Regions from separate parts of the Mus musculus genome. Here region 2 is linked to region 1. Evidence: chromatin contacts called from public HiChIP or PLAC-seq data. All regions are on one chromosome and are shown on one strand. The core of a region is the stretch at or near the end of the contact, and the rest is flanking DNA. Distances in the headings are between cores, read along the strand shown. Region 1 has its middle 34 kb from the start of Rassf8. Region 2 overlaps Rassf8 (Ras association (RalGDS/AF-6) domain family (N-terminal) member 8).

Region 1 (3,677 bases), core at 1,122-3,621:
TTAGCTATGCTCTCCGATGGAGGACACAGACTACAGCCTGGATCAGCTGGTTTATTATGAACAGCACAGGAGGGTTAGCTAGTCTCTGTGGGAGGTCTCCGTGGAGGAACAGTCTGGGTTGCAGTAGACAGCAGGAGGAAGCTGCAATTGCTAGCCTTTGTACGCACTGGTCAATCATTCATAAACTCACTTAGACAGGAGGAAGACTCTCGCAGTCCACTGAGCCCCACCCAGGAAGGCTTTGCCACTCATGTAAGTGTGAGGCATCAGGGTCTTGACATGGCTGTGCCTATGTGAACAACACATACACATTCAGACTTCATCTGCTCCCCTCCCCCATTTATGCAGAGCCAGGAACGGAACGCAGGGCTTTGCGCATGCTCAGTGTGTACTCTGCCACACAGCCACATTCCCCAGCCCTAGCTGTAGGCTTTAAACAAGTCATTTCATGGTGCACAAACAGACCAATTCACGGAACGTTTATGAATATTCTCCATGGGAGTCCAGTAAAGTGTATGTTCTTCATCAGTGTCTAGAACTGGTCACCGGTAATCGCTGGGTGTCACTTAAAAGTCAAAGATGGAACTGAGGAGTTATGGTGGAAAACACTTACCTAATGCTCAAAGCCTTTGATCTCCAGCACTCCCCTGCCTGCTAATTGACGCCACCACCACAACCACCACCACTGTCATTACCTCTACCACCTCCTCACAACCACCACCTCTACCATCACTGCCACTACCTCCACCTCTGCTTCCTCACCCCTCCATCATCTCCACCACCACCACCACCACCACCACCACCACCGCCACCACCACCACCACCACCACCACCACCACCGATGAGGAAGGGCAGACCACTAGCTGGGCAATTCAATCAAGGGTTGTATCTATGGAAACTGAAAAGCAAACCTCAGCCCTGAATTGTCTCCAGGTTGGGAAGAGCATCAGCCTTTCCCATCTGTATCATTAAAGTCGGCTTCTCTAATTCCATGGATTTATTAACAAATCACCTATGTGCAAATGGCAGATTTGTTGACCGGCACAGTTCACGTTGGCACAGTTTGGTAGAAGGCAGTGCTAAGGCAGCAAGTGTGTCCCCTGAGATGCTTTTATCCTCAGAGTCCCAAATCAGCAGAAGGACTTCCCGTCAGCTTAATAGAGTGTGGTGGTTTGAATATGCTTGGCCCAGGGAGTGGCACTATTTGGAGGTGTGGCCTTGTTGGAGTAGGTGCGGCCTTGTTGGAGGAAGCTTGTCACTGTGGGCATGGGCCTTAAGGCCCTCGTGCTGGCTGCCTGGAAGCCAGTCTTCTCCTATTTGCCTTTGGAACAAGATGTAGACCTCTCAGCTCCTCCTGCACCACACCTGCCTGGGCACTGTTACTCTTGATGGTAATGGACTGAACCTCTGGGCCTGTAAGCCAGCCCCAATTAAATGTTTAATTTATAAGAGTTGCCTTGGCCATGGTATCAGTTCACGGCAGTAAAACCCTAACTAAGACATAGATCTTTAAAATAATTTTCTTTTTAATAATTTAAGTACGTTCTCATTTATGCATTAATGCTGTTGAGGCCACCTCATGCCATTAATTAAAAGGACATTGATTCATGATTCATGAATTTATAGACAGTCGGGTTTTGTGGGATTTTGTTTTGCTTTGTTTTTGTTTTTAAGTGCTTTTTTTTTCATCCCAAGATATATTGTTCTTGAGATAAAAACTGCTGATTCATAATCAGATTGACTCAGAAATTTGTCTAAGCCAGAGAAGGACAGGGGGAAATGGGGACCAGCAGAGGGGGACTTGTTTAAATTTTACGAGGAATAAAGTGTCCCAGAATCAAACCTCAAGGTTGTTTGTAATCAAAAAGGCAGCAAGGATGAATTTGGAAATAACAAAAACACAAAGCCTCGCCTTGCTGACATCTGCCCTCTGTGTGGGGCGGTTCTCAGAGGAGGGAGACTGTCTCTCCCAGGTTTGTCCTGGGAATGTGGTGTTGACTACTAATGACATTTCAGGAATGCACTGTCTGAGGTGACAGAGTGAGACACACCCAAGCCCTGAGGAGGCCTGTGTGGCCTCTTGGTTGTGATAATTGTGTTGTGTTCTGTCTCCTGTGACCTAGCAGTTACAATTGCACCTCACTCTTAACAGGAACAGGCAAACACTGAGCTGAGCTGCGTCTCAGCCTTTGAAACGAGGCTGAACTATCTCTTAGGACAGAGGCTGGGAACACAGGCAATAAAGCTGTCTTTCCTGACAATGCTGCCATGCTACCCGAATTCCTGGATGGGAGCTGACCATCCTGCTGTGAATCCAGCAGGCCTTTCCCCTGGAGTCTAACCCACACATGGAAATAGATCAACCTGTTACCATGGATACCTAAAAACATGGCCAAATGATTAAAATTCTTGTCTAAATCATTGCAGTGTCTGACCCAGTACTCTGGCCTTGGGAAGTGACACCCCAGGGAAGGGGGCACAGCGTCTATAGATCACTGTCCCCTTGTCCACTGGTCCAGCTCTTACTATTTATCTGCCTGGGCCCCATGTCAGGGATCTGAAGCCATGGGTCCTGCTGTCCATACACTGTGGATGCCAATGATCCCACACACACCCCCACCCCGACTCCCATGATGCTTCTCAGCGATAATTACTCTGACTTCTAAGGCCTTATTAATTTCTTTCTTTATCCAGACCAAATGTGAAAAATCTCTTTGACTTTTGTTTTTAGCTTAAGCAAAGTGCTTGCCCCAGAAAATCAATTCAAGATTGAATTTAAATATAAGACTTAATTGGAGCCCTTAGTTTTGTTTAACATTATGGGCCTTGTACACATTGCCAAACATTATTCATTCAACCAGATTTGTCCGTGTTAGTCACCCTGACTAATAGGTACATGAAGGAGAAGTGGTTGAGCTATTCTTGGGGAATGGTGGCCAGGTCACAGTGCTGTGTGGTGGCACTGGCCACACAGAAGGAAATGACACAGATGAACACAGAGATGGTCACCCAGCTGGCAAGGCTTCTAGTGAGAATTAAGTCAGAGGCAGTGCCTGAGGTGAGAGGAAGAGAAGAGGGAGGGTGATACAGTTATGGATGTGGACAGAAGAAAATGTCATCCAAGCAAGGTACTTGGCACACAGGAAAAACTCATAGTTGTTGGCCAAGGCCACAACACTTTGAAAACTACTCCATTTTGATTAAATGGTGACAATTTTCCCAAACCACAGTAATTAGCCCTTCCCGAGGTTGTTTTCCTCCATCCCTCCCCCTGCAGATCCCCACAATGCCTGTCAATCCCCTGACATCTCCTTCCTTACTGCTCAACATTCTTTGGTCACTCCTAGCAATGGCCAGTCTTCAGTCAAAAAGCTTTCTCTTTGACCACGCCTCCTGTCCTTCTGTTCTCCCCCTTCCCCTTCCCCTCATCTCCACCCCATAATAATCCCTGGTCTGTACTCTGGTTTCTCAACCTAGAGACTATCCTTCAGCAGAACTGCTCCGATGAAGCCTGGTCTGCTGTGTGTCTTTTCCTTCAGCCAACTTTTCAGTAATAATATAAGGAACACTTAGATGCACTACTGGTAACAGTGCTCATAAAACATGGCTGCGAATAACATAGATCAATAACGTTTAGTCAGATACATTAAAATTGTTGTACCTAGCCTATGACTAAT
Region 2 (3,321 bases), core at 23-2,522, 80 kb after region 1:
AGGAGGAGGGATGAGCAGTCAGGACAGGAGAGCACAGAGGAGAGGCCAGAACATTGATGCTGTGGGGTCATCCCAAGAGGAAGATACTTCAGGAAACGTGAGGGAAGGGCACACAGGAGGCACAGCCTGCAGCACACAGTTCTTGGTGACACTGTCAGCTGTGTTATCTGAGGAGAGATGGAGATAAATTATGAGGCAGAACTGTCAATGGGAATTGTGTGTTTAAAGTGTTCGTGCTGCACTCTGCTCCATTCCCCAAGTCAGCAATGATTTTATTTCCTCAAAGCCTCTCCTACTTTCTGGATGTTTTCAGTGAACATACTTTACTTTTGCAGTAGAGGAAGTTGTTTTAGGAATCCAAGGTTACACTGATGTGCAATACCCTTGTCAATGTCCCGGATACAATACTCCAAACAGGGCTTCATGAAGAAACGGCTCGCTCTCTATCACACTCCTTCTTTATGTTTTTGTGGTGAAACAAGGAACTGTTGTCAGGGTTAAACCCCTTGCTAACCAAGGCGTCTTTCCTGAATTGTTCCTTGTCATCGAGAAGCACTGTAGATCGTCCTTGAGCTTCCTGCTTGCAGCCAGATCTAGGCCTCCCCTGAAACAGTGCAGTAGACTTGTCTCACCCTTCGTAAGATGGGTGGGATATTTGGCTGAAGGCGCAGTGATAGACTAAGCTGGCTTTTGTTTTGCTTTGGTTTGGTTTTGAGATGGGGTTTAGCTATTCAACTCAGGCTGCTTTCAGAAATGTGAATTGTCTCAGCTTACATCCCACACTCCTGTGCTCTGAATCACACCACCAGTGCCCACCAGTGCCCACCAGTGCCCACCAGTGCCCACCAGTGCAGGCTCTTCCTTCTATTTGGTTTCATATATGTGGAGCCCTGAAGCAGCCCTGGCTACTTTACACTTCTATGAAGCAATATTAAACATCACTGCAGTCTTTAGCTGAGGAATGCCTGGGAGTGGCCATATTTATACAGTAAGAACTCTGGATAGCCCTTCCAACTCTGCCTTACATCTTACTAGCTTGGCAGCTATTCCACAGATCTCTATTGCCAGGAAAGTATTCCACAGCCTCTCCTCTGCCCTCAGTGATGGACTTAAGTCTGTTAGTCTCTGGTGCTGGTTCCTGTCTTCTGCTCTCTGCTGCCTGCGGTAAGGGGTGGGGAGATCTACCCTCACATCTTTCATTCCTCTAACCAGCGGCTGGGAGAGCCTTGCCAGTGTTGTCTTGCATCTTTCTAATAGGGAAGAGTGACCTCTGGTGGCTAAAACCATAAGCCCCAAAGTAACAAAAAAGCTCAGGTCACCTCTGCTTAATGTCCCCTCACTTCAGACTGTGTCAGGCACACATTCCACATCCGTGAATGTCTCTGGCTACATGTTTACCGGCTGTATCTCTTGTTACTACCACACATGCCCTGCATGCATAGTCAGCCTTAACTCCAGACCCCAGGTAGTATTCAGCTGGCACTCCTGTTTAGTGATAAATCCTTAAACCTCAATAACTTAACATGTTTGTTGGTTTGTTTGTTTTACCTGTTGACTAGAGAGCTACACTGTCTGATTCATACTCTAGCTGCAGCCTGTCTGCCCCAGCTGTCTGGCAGGTACCGGGCGGCATCCTCAGCTTGGTTGGTGTGCCATTAATGCAGCCTGGTTGTCTGGCAGTTGTGGGCTCACATCAGTCTTTCAATGTCTAATTTCTTGTGGCTCACTTTTTAAATGAGCGGTGTTAGTAACTTACAAGGAGGCCCAGACTGCTGAAAACAGAGATGAAAATAAATTCAAGTAGCAACAAAGTAAAGGGCAGCATTGCCTGTGGGTTACAGATTATCCTATAGAATGTGTGAATGGCTCATCCTTTTGTGAGAATGAAGGTCAGTGGTATGGGTGGTTTATACTTAATGTTAAAATCATTCTTAGTTTTTCCCTGTGATTAAAAGATTGTCTTATTCAAAAGATGAGAAAAACATCTTTGATTAAAAGCCATGGGGTCTAAGACATTTCTGTGGAAATATATATCCACATTGTTTCCATTTCACAGTCCTAGAGGGGGACTCAGGGCCCACATGCTTACACTTTATTTCTGTTTTAAGAAAGCTCTAGCAGGGTTCAGGAACTGGCTTTTAAAATTTACCTGTCTAGGTAAGATACAGCATTGGGTGTTTTTCACACACAGATTGTCTGTGCAGACTGCAACTCTCATGGAACAGTACTGACCCCATCGCAAAATTCCAGGCTGTCATTGAGAAACAGAAACTCCCATGGTAGCTGCTTGCAATAGAAAAGCATCATTTGAGTGAGAAATATTTCTTTTAAAAGCTAGTGGTGATTCTGAATTTGAATTTTCTCTAAAATTCAGTTCCAGTAGGTAAGTAGCTCTGGAGTTGAGCCTGGAACAAAACCTCAAGAATGCATTTCCTCCTCATGAAGCATGGGTGGTTATCAGGATCAGCTGTGTATTATAAAATACAACCCATAATACCACAAAAAGGTGGTCATCCCAGATGCCAGGACATACTTACTATGTTACTGGACCATTAGCCACTCCTCTGATACCTAAGACATAGTAACTTCCTAAGTGTGTTTTCAGTATTTTAATAGTGTTTTGTAGAAATACAGTATTTCAGTGCCCTTTTGTAACCTAAAGAGAGAGACTGCAGTTTCCAGTGCCGCCAGAAGGGGCGCCAGTCTTCTGCTACTGGAGTTAGAGGCAGTGTGAGACACAGCGCATGGGTGCTGGGAACCAAAGGATTCTCTGAAGAGCAGCAAGTACCCTTAACCATGGAGCCATGTCTCCAGCTCCTACGAGTGTCTGTATTAAGGTTCAGTGCTACAGAAGTGATCTGTAAGGTGCCAGGATGAGAGAGCGGCAGTGTCAGATACATTGCAGAGGCAACAGCAGCTATAGTTATGTACAGGTAATGCAATTTAGAACCTTGTTGTTGCCAGGAAGGATGGTCAGAGGTGTTGTAAACTAAAAGACAGCCTGCAGGTGCCTACCCAGTGGGAATGAGAGGTCAGATCTGGGAAAACTTCAGTAAGTACAGAGTACTTCACTTCAGCAGCAGCCGCAAGCCTGCGTTCAAAAGGTTTCCGACTTCTTGAAGCATTCTTACTCAGCAATGTCGAGAAACCCTGGGCATGTGCTTTGGGACCTTCACCTGCCTTACGTGCCTTCCTCTATTATGGGCCTCGTGTGTGTAATCACATGCAAGTGGTTTTTAGTGAGACATCTTTCTGTGTTTAATTTAAATACCTTGCTCCTGTGTGAGCAGCCTTGGGAAATTTGTGATGGAGCCTTCTCAT

What was found. HiChIP or PLAC-seq counts read pairs in DNA pulled down with a chosen protein or histone mark.
Region 2: a contact with region 1 is called in an HNF4G HiChIP or PLAC-seq map of pancreatic cancer cells. The contact joins two enhancer-like sites. A contact is called at or near these places in 3 of 484 Hi-C or Micro-C datasets (liver, peritoneal macrophages and rod photoreceptor), 3 of 115 datasets of contacts at active chromatin or transcription factors (embryonic stem cells, fibro-adipogenic progenitors and pancreatic cancer cells) and 1 of 9 other capture datasets (adipose tissue).

The regions. Positions count from the first base shown.
Region 1 is chr6:145,711,365-145,715,041 of GRCm38.p6, forward strand. No RefSeq gene overlaps it. Among named protein-coding and RNA genes, the nearest start is that of Rassf8, 34 kb to the right of the region's middle. Within about 2 kb of position 2,372, at least 82 of the 459 cell types and tissues checked have an H3K27ac peak or open chromatin away from gene starts, as enhancers often do. A contact at or near this core is called in pancreatic cancer cells, where this site is marked.
Region 2 is chr6:145,792,194-145,795,514 of GRCm38.p6, forward strand. All of the region lies in intron 1 of Rassf8 (Ras association (RalGDS/AF-6) domain family (N-terminal) member 8), which reads left to right. Among named protein-coding and RNA genes, the nearest start is that of Gm15704, 45 kb to the left of the region's middle. Within about 2 kb of position 1,273, at least 58 of the 459 cell types and tissues checked have an H3K27ac peak or open chromatin away from gene starts, as enhancers often do. A contact at or near this core is called in pancreatic cancer cells, where this site is marked.